2 separate regions of the Bicyclus anynana genome follow, and region 1 is linked to region 2. The links are chromatin contacts, called in public Hi-C maps. All regions are on one chromosome and are shown on one strand. Each heading gives the region's core, a stretch centred on a gene start, on an enhancer-like site or on the middle of the called end of the contact. The rest is flanking DNA. Distances are from core to core; before and after follow the strand shown. Region 1 holds the start of LOC112049682. Region 2 overlaps LOC112049690 (mitochondrial uncoupling protein 4).

The links. A called contact is a pair of places that touch in the nucleus more often than the background predicts.
Region 1: a Hi-C map of whole body shows a contact between it and region 2, with 2.8 times the contacts expected there. The contact joins the promoter of LOC112049682 here to the enhancer-like site in region 2. A contact is called at or near these places in 2 of 2 Hi-C or Micro-C datasets (whole body and whole larva).

What each region holds. Positions count from the first base shown.
Region 1 is chr11:7,430,634-7,437,325 of ilBicAnyn1.1, reverse strand. LOC112049682 reads right to left here and starts at 5,440. Exons shown (of 6, transcript XM_024087677.2): 1 at 5,259-5,440; 2 at 736-832. The coding sequence starts at 5,407.
Region 2 is chr11:7,392,820-7,399,935 of ilBicAnyn1.1, reverse strand. LOC112049690 (mitochondrial uncoupling protein 4) reads left to right here. Exons shown (of 7, transcript XM_024087687.2): 4 at 252-447; 5 at 3,189-3,365; 6 at 3,827-4,049; 7 at 6,323-7,116. The coding sequence ends at 6,497. Among protein-coding and RNA genes, the nearest start is that of LOC112049690, 23 kb to the left of the region's middle. Within about 2 kb of position 5,420, at least 8 of the 8 cell types and tissues checked have open chromatin away from gene starts, as enhancers often do.

The DNA.
Region 1 (6,692 bases), core at 4,191-6,690, 37 kb before region 2:
TGTCGGACTTTAAGGCTATTAATGAAAGGGTCTGGAAGGTAGCGAAGAAGTTTTTCAAACTACACAACATAACCTCGTCGCAATTTGACTTGTGGGATAACATGATTTTAATAGGATTTTGTTACATTTATATAATATCTTCCTATAGGTTGGTATGTCGATATTTCATGTTTTATTAGTACGCATTCCAGTTAACTGATTGCGGTTGTGGTGACAGTTAGGTAGCTGTGTACACGACAGGAAGGTTTCTGATTTCAACTATGTATTTGAAAAATAGATAAATATTTTTCCAAATTATTGAAATTTAGCTCGCTAGTTATTTTTATCGTGAACTAGCGGATGCCCGCGACTTCATCCGCGTGAAATCATTGTAAACTTTCAAGCCCTATTTTACCATATTTTTAAAAGTGAACAAATTTTTAAAAGTGAAACTCTAAAAATGAGAATGATGAAAAATGACCCCTATTTCACTTCCTTCTTATTTTATTTACGCAATAAAAAGTGTCCCATAACGTTCTCCGTATTATGGTCTTTAACCGTGCCAAGTTTCATTTGAATTCATTCAGTAATTTCAGCGTGATGCCCGAATAACAAAAAACCATGGACAGACAGACAGACAAAAAAATCGAAAATAAATATTTTTAGCCTTAGTATCCATTATTTAGTGCCCCCGGATTAAATAATAGATACAACTAAATCTAATAAAAAAAACGTTAAAAAGTAAAAATAACTTACAGCCTGTTTCCATTTCATGAGTTGTACCAACTCCTCGTGAACCATGTGCGCCTCTTTGCCTCTTGATTTGATTTTCTTTGGTAGTTCATTCTGATACCTGTAATGTTTAAGAAAAAAGAATTATACTGGGTGCTCGGGAATATTTCCCTTAACTCTAGAGTTATATTCTTTATGGTAAATCTATATTAATATTCTAAAGCTGATGAGTTTGTTTGTTTGAACGCGCTAATCTCAGGAAATACTGATTCGATTTGAAAAATTCTTTCAGTTTAAATAAAATATATAAATAAAATAGCCCACTTATCGAGGAAGGCTATAGGATATATTTTATCCCCGTATTCCTACGAGAACGGGAACCACGCGGGTGAAACCGCGTGGCGTCTACTAGTTAATTATAAATGTCTAAGGAACATGTGTTCTAAAATGTATATTTTCGGAGTTAAAAAAATTCCTTTTGTAAATAGATCTTCAATTGTTTCCCATAAATCACAGCCTTATTATGACCTAGCCAAACTTTATTCATTGATAAGTAATATCATGAAGCAAGTGAAGTGCGGAGTGCCAGTTGCAAATAAATATCTCGTCGATATTGACAGTCTTACCACTACGATTATGTATTTAAAAATGCAAGGATAGATAAAGGCGTGTGTTACATGGATTGTCGGAATTATTTGAATTACTTTGTATGAAAAGATAATTTTTTTTATTTAAAAAAAAATTATTATGCAGTTCGGCTACTATATGTCGACTCGTCAACACGTTAAAGTTATGGAAAATACTTTATGTAGGAATAATACTCGTACTTGTTAATAACGATCATCTGTGACTTTGTGTGCGTGAAATTTGGTTTTAAACTTGTATGCGTGACGACTTTTGTATGCGTAAAAAAGTAGCTCTACGAAAATCGGCCCAGCCGTTCCAAAGGTTAGGTTAGGTTAGGTTAGTGCGAAGAAACAAAGCCAAATTTTAAAAAGTAAATTATAAGTACCTACCTACTTGAAAGCTGTTGTTGAAATCACAGACAGTCAGATATTTCAACTTTATTTAATGTATTGATAAATAGAAATCTTAATATATATATATACATACGAAAGTTCATTCATCAAGAAAACTCGAAAACCGCTTGACGTACAATAATGAAATTTGGCAGGGACGTAGGTTATAGTTAGGAGAGGTCCGCTATGAAAGGATTTCGCGATAGGGCCGGATTAAGGAGGTTTAAGGGCGGACGAAGTCGCGGGCGTCCGCTAGTAGGTACTATAATATAGCTGTATGCCGTCGTTACAGCTCACCCTAAAGAGATAAAGTTACAAAACACGGTGGCAAAACATAAGTAATCAAGTTTTTTTTTATTTTGTCTGTCTGTCTGTCGTTTGTCCGGGCTTATATCTGGAACCTAAACCAATTTTAATGGGACTTTCACTGAAAGATAAAAAATAAAGTTTACGCGGTATTTTTAAAAAAACGACATTTCACGCGTACCATCAATAAAAATTATTTACATTTTTTTGAATTAATTATAATAGTGTCTATTTTATTCGAAAAAGTTTAAAATTATTATAATAATATGTTAATTTACTCGTAATTACATTAATTTTTTTTTATTATAAATTATATTAATTTACTTGTAATTACTTGAGTCCCATTTCCTGCATTTTATCATAAGTAATTATTTTTTCATTATTAGGTATCAGAATATTAAAACGGCCCACTGCAGGGCCAGGCCCCTCTAATAGTCCCCTATAATAGGGATATAGAGCTTAGACCCACCCACGCTTCTTGAATGCGGATTGGTGGGCTTAGGGTGACAATGTTAAAAACGATACCATCATGTCAACTTTGGGCTGAGAAATTTTACTGAAAATTCCTTAGAAAAAAGAAAGCTTGCAACTTATAACAAACCATAATATGTAATTTTATACAATTCTTTTGAGTATTTTAAATTTTGATGTGTCAGTAATGTTTTTCTATTCTTATTTAGGTCTCTAGGTCAGACCTACTGAAATACTAGACATAGCGTTTATTTTAAACCAGCAGTTCCGATTCGTTTATACCTACAGAGCAAGTTATTTTATATTATTAACGAACATAGGGTGATTTCATTAAAAAAACGTTAATATTCACAAAATTTATAAAAATACATTAAAAACAAAAATGCATTACTTGGTGTACCAATGTATAGACAATAAATAAATGAATTGTAATTAATAAATGATTTATAAAATCCATTTCAGATAAATTTTATAAAAAAATATACCCCTCTGTGGTAAATATTTACGCAAATCGCTACTTAAATTATATTAATATTCGATCATAAACGAAAAAAATATTATGAATATTTTTTTAAAATCATAATTTTCAAAATTAATTTACATTAGGTTATTGATATTAATATTATGTAGACCTGTATAGTATAAAATATAGGGAAGTAACTAACATTTATTCTTATTAATTTTGGCATGGCCTACTATTTGTCGAAAAAATTAAATTTTAATTAGGTGGGTGAAATAGTGGGTGAAGTTTGAATCTATAATCTAAATTCTCGTGTTAGGGATATGAAACATGACAATATTTGTTAAATATTGTAAATAATCTGAAGTTAGGCTAGTTAGTAAAGTAAGTAGTAAGGAAAGAAGTTAGGTAGGTATCTAGGTATACAAAACAGATGATGAATTTTTTTTTTACATTTTGACTAAAATATTATTTGCCTCTGAAATTATTATCAGTGGTATCTGTTCAAAATATGAATATGAATTAATGGTATCTGTTCAAAATATGACGGATAATAAATATTTTATATAAAATAAAAAAAAAACATAAAAGATATGTTTAAAGATACATTACATTTGAATTATTATTTAACTGAAATCAGACTTATCTAAAGAAAGAAGTTATATAGGTAGGTAATAGATGCTACAAGCTGTCAACAACCGGTCAACAGCTGGATTATTTATAAAATTTTAAACGGATTATTTTTGAATTTGAACTACAGTGAAGGGTACAATTACTTAACCGACCTACACGACTTAACAGATTTATTTCTTAAAACAGATATGAAACTTTTTTTTACATTTTGCAAAAACATTATTTAACTCTTAAATTATTATCATAAATTAGTTTAAAATTTGACTTTTCGGATAATGAATATTTTACAGAAATTTGGTTTATAGATAAATTTCACTTGAATTATTATTTAACTGAAAGCTGACTTATCTAAGGAAAGAAGTTAGATAGTTAGGTATCTAGGTATATGAAAAAAACGTGGTTCAAGTTGCGGTCAACAGCTGAATTACTCATAAAATTTTAAACAGATTATTTTGAAATTTGAACCGTGAAGGGGAAAATTACTAAAATGGGATAACCGACCGATCTACACAACTTAACAGATTTATGATGTTTTTTTTTACATTTTGGCAAAAATATTATTTAACTCATAAATTATTATTTTAAATCAGTTTAAAAAACTACTTTTACGGATAAATATTATTTTACAGAAATTTGGTTTAAATATAAATTTCTTTTAAATTATTATTTATTATTTAACTGAAATCAGACTTATCAAGGAAAGCAATTGGATAGGTAAGTACACGAAAAAAAACGTGTTCCACGCTATGGTTTACAGCTGGATTACTAATAAAATTTTAAACGAATTATTTTGGAATTAGAACCATGAAGGGTAAAATTACTAAAATATGATAAACGACTTACACGATTTAACAGATTTATTTCTTGGAACAAATGATGAAAAAAAGTTTTTTAACGTTTTGCCAAAAATATTATTTAACTTTCAAATTATTATCGAATGTTGGTTTAAAATACGACATAATTAAATGAAATCGATGGAAGAGTTTAAAGAATTTCTAAATTCTTCTGGGAATTAAAACTACAGTTATAACTTAGCAAAGTCGCGAGAAGGCAGAAGTACCTGATTGATGACTCATTCTTTTTTAAAAAAGATTATGAAAATAGCCAGGTCTGTTCTGGTGAAAACAATAAATATAGGATTACAGGGATACTATTAACGTTCCATCTAAGAATAAAAAACATTTACAACGATGGAAAATAATATTATAACGCTAAATGGCAAGTCACCATTTTGAACGGATGTGAGTTGTATTCAACAAAGCATTGTATTATCTAGCCACAAGCAGTTAGAAATACAATAATGTTTTATGAGCATTATAAAGAATAATATTCAGTGAAGAATCTAAGCATTGACTAGAGAACGCACAACTAGTACGTAATAAATGCATTTTACGAGCGATGATACGCAAAGGACAGCCACCATTTTATAACGCCTAAGCGCGGCGATATTTTCCCCCACACTGGCTTCAGGAAAAACGATAGTGTCAATTTGACATCGATCCCACGTGACGCACTGATTTTAATGAGCCGTCCGCGGACTAGAGATGCAGTCCGCGAGGGAGGTAGCTATCAAATCAGTTTGCACGGATACACACACAATACAAGTTCATTGACACGCCACGGCCGCATTTTCTCCACAGAAAGACGTTCGCACTTACCAGTTGTCCAATTTTATGAGTTCCTCGGGTTTCTTTGTTTTCTGTTCAGCTTTCAGTTTGATCGCTTGTGGGTATAACTTTAAAACACTGTCGAATTGTTCCGCGTCTGCCTCCAGAAAGAAAGTAGACGTGTCTTTCGCGGTAGCCATTGTGAACGTTCTAAATGTACAACACTGTGCTCTGCGTACCTATTTAGTTAGCTATAGCGCCGAACTCGACGCGGCGGCAGCACCTGGGCGACTGGGCGCCCTCTCCCCACTCGACGCCATCTTGTTCACTGAGCCTCGTTATGACGTTCGATATTATTACTACAAACATCCATGTTATTTTTTGGCCTATTTCACATTTAGGTTTGATCATTCGTTATTTGTAGGAATAAATAACTAGCTAAAATAATAACTAACATCGCTTCAGTCACAGATATAGTTGTATCGCTACGTGATTGAAATAAAAAGCATACTCACGTAATGTAGCAAGGTTATAGCGGACGCACTCCGAGTCGTGGCATTGTACCGTAATCAGGTCTCCACAATTGATATCGGGATGGGGAGAATGTGATTTCATTTTGTAAAACCGCACAATCACACCGATGTACAACCGAGATATTTGCACAATTTGACACAAATAAACGTGTAAAGTTCACAAATATGTTAGTCACGTCGACCTCGGCACTATCAATTTCCTCAAACGTGACGCAACACACGACACCGTTCTACCGAAACGACTTTGGTAAACACGCATATTTTCCGTTGCAATGCAGTACACACTGAGCTCGGAGTAGTCATGAAGTAGTAACTATTGGTGTACATAAGGCATTTAGGTAGTACGACGTACATATCACCGGGGTGGAACGTCACCACACCAATCGGCTTTGTTGTTTTGATAGATCGCCACGTGCTTTGCTCCCTCTTTTTTTAATTTTCGCTTATACTCGTATATCCGTTTCGTCAAGATAAGCCGCTAAGCCATTGTTACTGTTAGGCGCACTTGTCACTTCATTACATATTTTCACACCATTGTTGTTTCACGTCACCCAATCAATAGCTAATTACTTTTCTACAATGTAATTACTTTCAATTATATAATGTCTTTTGAATAGTTCGGTTAGTTTCAGAGTATGATACTTATTTTTTTCTCTCAATTTATCTTTTGTATATAAAGTATATGATAAGTATACGTATATAATACTTTATAGGTCATCTGTTTCATTAAGATAAGTAAGAATTACCAAACTTGAGAAAAATGCAGGTTATTATAAAATTTAAATACGCGTTTGTCAAAGCCTTAGAAAGAGGCTCGGAAGCAGTTTCATCAAAATCGGTTTATGATTAATGCTTTATTATAACTTCTAGTAAACGTAAAGAAACACAAAAATAGTTTCTTTAATTTAGTCTACTTAGTTGAAATATTAGGTCATCTATTTTATTAGGATAA
Region 2 (7,116 bases), core at 4,171-6,670:
TACAGATTGACTGAACTAATATACTTACAAAGAATACTAAAATCCGCTTGATGCGATGCGTCCGATGCGTATGGTGCGGATCTGTGGACGCCTACAATAAGCTTAATATATAAATGCGAATGATCATTCATCACGAAATCTGGATAGGGCCGGATTAAAGAGGTCTCATGGCGGACGAATATAGCGGGCGTAGTAGTAATAATATTGTCAGAACTGTTAAAAATTTGAATGAAACTCTTAAATTCTCACAGATGGAGAACCACGGGATGATAAAAACGGCAGTTGGCATCGCGAAGCAGGAAGGGGTGCTGAAGCTGTGGACCGGTCTCATGCCAATGTTCCAACGTCACGCCATCTACTCGGGCTGCCGGCTCATCTTGTACGAGCGCTTCCGGGACGCCTTGAAAGACGATGACGGGAAGGTGTCGTTAGCTGCCGCATCTATAGGTAATCAATTAATATTAAAACATTGGAAAACAATAAACTTTAATAAAGTTGGATACTGAAAGTGGAGACTATCGCCCGACAAATTACAAAAAAAATCTTAAAAAAACTTAGTGTGAAAATATTATAAAAAATTAATTGCAATATTATTTAAACGGGTACATACCACGACAGAACGAGATTTTTTAATGTCGATATTTTGACTGAAGTTGCGAGATGAAAAGTTGAAATCAGCTGTTAGGGGCAGAATCGATCTACCCTCTTTCTTGTTCTTTTTCTTTTTTCAACAACCTCGCGTTTTTGGCTGTTTACGCAAACCACACTCACGACGTCGTTCCCTCGCTCTAGGGTTGTCAACTTTTTTACAAGAAATAAAGTATATTCTAATCTATGAAGATTATTAAACAGTATTTTAGAAAGACGAACATTTTCTTTTGAAAAATGCAACCATTCCATCAGTATTTTCTTATGACGTCGTCACGTTTAACTATCAACCCACCGACAACTGGTTTTTTTTTTTAGTTAAAAACTTTGTTGTACAGTTCGGTTCCTATAAGTGAACTTGTCAACACCTTGATGTTATGGGAAATACTCCCGAGCAACCTGTATAAATAGGTAGGTATATCGAAAGTAAGTCATTTAGTAAGTCTTGATCACACCTGCTTGACTTGTAAAACAAAAGGCAACGGTTTTGCGAGACAGAAAACGGAAAGACAGCTGGTTACCTTAAATACATTTGCATACTACCTATTACAGTAAATTAGTTTCCTTGTTCCTGTAGTTAGGCTGTGCGGCTATAAATCATATGGCCCACTTAGTCTAGGGTATGAAATATTGATTCCAAGTACTGAGTATTACTTGCCACCTGGAGTTTTTGATGGTGTTAAAAGGACAAATTAAGTGTTAAGTCATCATCGCACTCGCACCATGATCAAGGTCACGAACTCCATCAATAATATCTGACACTGACAGTGATCGCTCGCCAACATATCCCAACCCCTGTAGCAAACACTTCGAAAACTAGAAAAATGTATGGGAATGATTGCTATCGACAGGTCAGGTTATCAAGATCTGTCATTCGCATAAATTTTTTTAGTTTTCGAAGCGTTTGCGATCGTAGAAAGAAAATCGACGTGCCACTTGGCTACTTGGTTTTTCTGTCGAACTATTTAGTTAAATTGTCCGTGTGTAAGCAAATGAGAACTATAATTTTTTTTTCTAACGATTTTGACTAAAATTTCGACTAGATGAAACTGTAATTAAATCTGGTCTGTAGTAGTTTTCTGGGAAGAGCATTGGCAGCTCTCGCAGTGGTGTCGTTAAGTTACTTGCACTTATGAATCTGCATTCGGAAAATTTACCATTGGTTGATAAGAAAGGAGAATGCAGATGAATGAATCGCATCATGATATTCGAGTAAATGCATATAACGCATCCGCACATGCGTCCGTATGTGCGGATGCCAATATCCTTAACATCCCTGTTTTGTACTGACTTTATACTTACTAAAACGAAATATTAATTACGAATGTCTTGTTTCAAATAAAATCTTAAAAAAAAACTGATGGAATGGTTGAATTTTCCAAAAGAAAAGTTAGTTTTTCTAAAATACTGTTTAATAATCTTCATAGACCAGAATATACTTTATTTCTTGTAAAAAAGTTGGCAACCCTAGAGCGAGGGAACGACGCATGTCATCTTTTTTCGAGTGTACAGCCGGCTCCATTGAATTATAAGACGTTGTGACGTCAAAAAGAAAAATATTATTTATAACAAACATAGCACTGTAGTATTTTGTAAACAAAGTACGTTTCGCGTTCTATATCAGGAGACAAAACGAGTGGTGTTTCGAATTTATTGCTCTCAGATACTAAACGATAAGATAAACAAGTTTGTTCACCTCTATAGTATTGAGAAGGACACTTTACATTAGACACGGGAATGTAACACGTGACAATGCAGAGTTCGGTTAGAAATAGAACTATTATTACGTAAAGGTCTTCCATATAGGTTCTTACATAATTTATCGTCAAATATAGAATGCCAAACTGCTTTATCTACCAAATTTAAAAATAACTTTAGGTATATAAAAAATTGTTTCGAGACAGTCTTGCGACCTTGTTTAAAATCATGATGTCAGCCATTTGTTGTTGATGTTTCTATTTTGTGATTTATTTGAGTTGACTCACACAATTTTACATTATATTGACTGCGGTTTACAATCTAATATATATATAACGTTGTCACGATAACTATATATTTAAAAGTTGGTTTCTGGTCTGCCATGGAAAACCCTTTCGAGTAATGATATCTTGTCGTTGTTCAACTTAAATTAGGCAACGCGCGACGGCGCGTTGCAATTTACTCCTGATTACAGAAAAATAATTTTACCTGTTTAAGAATCCCTCATTTTACCACGTTTTTAAACATTTTTAACCGACTTCCAAAAAGGAGGCCAATCCAGTGTCATGTTTTAATTAAAGTCGTTTCTGACTTCCGGCTTGAATTAAAAAATCACTGGCTTGGCACCGCCTTCAAACTGATCAGAAGGTAGCACATAGGTAAGATGTTATTTTTTGCTTTTTAGTTTAGGTTAATTTTTGAGTTGGAAGTCGGTTGAATTTTTTTATTAAATTTTTTTAAATATCGTAAACGTCAATTCCTCCTAGGTACTCTTAACCTTACGTTTTCAAAACAAAACTCTACATACTTAGAACGAGAGAGTAATTTAAAGGAATCTCCAGGCGGGCTGGCGGCGGGGTCGCTAGCGCAGCTGGTGGCGTCCCCCACCGACCTCGTCAAGGTGCAGATGCAAGCTGAGGGTCGCCGCGTGCTGCAGGGCAAACCGCCGCGCTTCACCAACTGCCGACAGGCCTATAGGCTACTTTATACTGAAGCCGGCATACTGGGCTTTTGGAGAGGTGAGCTACATTATCATCATTGTCAACCCATATTTGGCTCACTGCTGAGCTCTGAAAATTATTTAAGCGGACTTTTTTTGAAGTTTTCAAAAAATAATCCTATTTTTTGAAAACTTCAAAAAAAGTCCGCTAGTATAACTAATCTTAACTAAAAAATCAATATCTTTTGACGTGACATCGTTTTATATTTCGATGAAGCCGGCTCTACGAAAAAAGATGACGTCATGCGTCGTTCCTTCGCTCAAAGGTTGCCAACGTTTTTTACAAGAAATAAAGTTTATTCTGGTCTATGAAGATTATTAAACAGTACTTTAGAAAAACGAACGATATTTCTTTTGAACAATGCAAGCATTCCATCAGTATTTTTTTATGACGTTGTCACGTTCAACTATCGTCAGTAAACCGACTTTACAGACAACCGATTTTTTTTTTGTCTGACATCTGCAATAAATTGTTTTCAGGTGCCATCCCTAACGTTCAGCGCGCGGCATTGGTGAACATGGGAGATCTAGCGGCATATGACTATAGCAAACAATTCCTGATTCGCGAATTCGGCATGGCGGACACAATGCTAGTGCATGCTATGGCTGCCTTCGCCGCCGGGTTCGTGGCCGCAGTTGTGGGCACACCCGCTGACGTGTTGAAGACTCGGCTTATGAACCAACCCGTCGGACCAGATGGAAGGTAAAGCTTTAGGGTTATACGTTTAAACTTACGAGTTCAGCATGTTGGACACACTATTAGTGAATGCGATGGTCGCCTTCGCCGCCAGGTTCGTGGCCGCAGTTATCAGTACACCCTCTGACGTGTTGAAGACTCGGCTTATGAACCAACCCGTCGGATGGAAGGTACAGCTTTAGGATTGTACGTTTAGACTTACGAGTTCGTCATGTTGGACACAATGTTAATGAATGCGATGGTCGCCTTCGCCGCCGGGTTCGTGGCCGCAGTTGTGGGCACACCCGTTGACGTGTTGAAGCCTCGGCTTATGAACCAACCCGTCGGACCAGATGGAAGGTACAGCTTTAGGATTATACGTTTAGACTTACGAGTTCGGCCTTAGACCAATGGTCTAAGAGTTCGGCATGTTGGACACACTGTTAGTGAATGCGATGGTCGCCTTCGCCGCCGGGTTCGTGACCTCAGTTATCAGTAAACCCTCTGACGTGTTGAACACTCGCTATAAGCTGTGCTATAAGAGTCAACTTTTGGGATCAAAGTGAAGGTGAAGCTTTAGTACTAAGTATATAACTAACTTTTCATTGCCACATTCAAAATTTCATTTTTATATGCAAGAAATTTGTGGTTAACGGTGCTGATCAATGATTTAGTTTAATTGCATAATTGATGTTTTTGTAATTACTTCTTCATAGTACCTACTACTGTTGATTGACCCCAATAAAACAAAACCTTTGGACTTGAAGGGTTTTAATTTTTATAGTCTTTCTTGGTTTAGTTTACAGTTAAGCATATGAGAAATACTTTTTCAGTGAAATTTTTGAAATTCCAGTTTCAGCAATTTAATAGGAATTCCTCATTATAATACCTCACAAGCTATGCTTTTTAACCGACTTCCAAAAAGGAGGTTCTACGTTCGGCTATATGTAAACGGCTTGAATTGAAACATCACTGGCTTGGAACCGCCTTCAAACTGATCAGAAGGTAGCACATATTCATTGCTTAGCATTGCTTCCAACACAAAAACTAACCTAAACTAAAAAGCAAAAGATAACATCTACCTTTGTGCTTGAATTGTTGTGCGGTTGAATTTTTTTATTACTGTTTTTTCAATATTGTGTTTTTTTCAAAATAGCATTATAAGGGACAGTGAAAAAGATTGATTACCTAGTTTTAATTAAGTATAAATAATAATAATAAATACTTTACTTGCGTTTTTCTAAAAATTATTACGATTCCCTTTAATAACGTTACACTGCAATCGATAAGCAAAGTGGTAGGGAAATGTTTTGACGTAAGAGCTAGCAACGCCCCGTCAGCATACGTACCCAAAGTAGGTTGTATGTTCAAAGTGCGGTCGAGGTCAAAGAACGGGGTCAAAGTCGGGACCCGCGCACGCTCACTGTAATGAATCCTTTCCCTTTCGATACAAATATTCCAGACGGGTACTACAAAGCTAGAATTAAGATGTCCTCTTTGATGTTTATATTTACCCTCATTTTATCAAAGCAACAACTAATAATTTAAAAAAAAGCGTAGTAGTAGCCGTAGTATAGGTTTCAAATCTATCCTAATATTTTGAATAATGAATATTTTTTCAATACCTACTGAAACTATATCCTATATTAGATAATAATAATATGTTGGTACTATAAATAGTTACTTGCGTAAGACATTATTAGGTATTCTGTAACGGGACGTAACACTTTGCCATCTGCGATTAGTTTACTCGTATCGGAGTGATACGTTTTTTTACAGGTTTGGGTAGCATTGTGGTTATTTCCATTTTTTTCTAATTCCTCACAAATCGAAGTGAACAATTCACTAAATTGTGGAAAGAAATATATCCCGATTCCCCACTTGTATAAGAAAAAAAGTAAAATTAATGTAGTTTGATATATTTTTCAGAGCTTTTGCTATAACTTAAGTAATTATTATCCTTTTAATAGAGATTTTTTTATTGAGTCTGCAAAATTGGCCATTAATTAGAGACGTGTCAACAACAGATGCAGATTCAATAAAATCTCCAAGCATAGATCCAATCCCCGCAAGTAGAGAAACTTCCAAAATTGAGTTAAAATCCCCGCAATTTGGGGAATTCTCCAAAAATTGGCCACATCGCAATTGACAGCACGTTGGTGTTTAAAACTGAAGAAACGTTTTAAAACGAACCTACATTTAAGCGCAGAAACACACTTGGTATTTTATCTTACTGCCAACCAAAATCAAACAGACTTCACGGAATAAATTGACCAAGTATAACTTACTTTACTTTTCAGGGGAACTCTGTACCGCGGCATGATCGACTGCGTCCAACAATCCGTGAAGAACGAGGGCATATTCTCACTGTACAAAGGCTTCCTCCCACTGTGGATGAGACTGGGCCCGTGGGCTTTGATCAACTGGATAGCTTTTGAAAACATCATGCTAGCTATCGGAGGACATACATTCTGATTACCGTATTTCTATAATATAAATAACTATACACCAGTTAGCGAATTTATAAAACAAATATTAATGGTAAGATCAGTTTGAGAAAGTAGCGTCTGCCTTAGTTGGTTGACATTATTTGAAATACATATATTACGGTCAGGGGTCATCCATAAATTATGTCACACAACTTGATGGCTACAGGGTTTGTGACAAGTATGGGGGAGCATTCTTATCACAAACCCTCACATTTGTGAGACTCGGCTTCCTAACATGACATCACATCTAGAAATTGTTAAATTAAAACAGAAACTGCTCCAAAATTAGTTTATTTTCATTTACAGATTTGAATAAAATCAAAATGAATACCTACTAATAATAAATATTACAAAATACGAATAATAATAACTAAGAATAAAGAAAAAAATAAGTTACATAATATCATGAATGACAGATGGTGTTTGAAAATGTGACGTCACCAATCTAAGGACGTCCCCTTGTCACACTATGTCACACTTCGTCAATGCTCTTTTCCAAACTTAACTTGTGACGTAATTTATGGAGTGCTCTAACTGAACAGTAAGCAAGTGTGAAATGCTTTGATTGAAAATGCATTTATTAAACACTAAAATAATGTTATTGA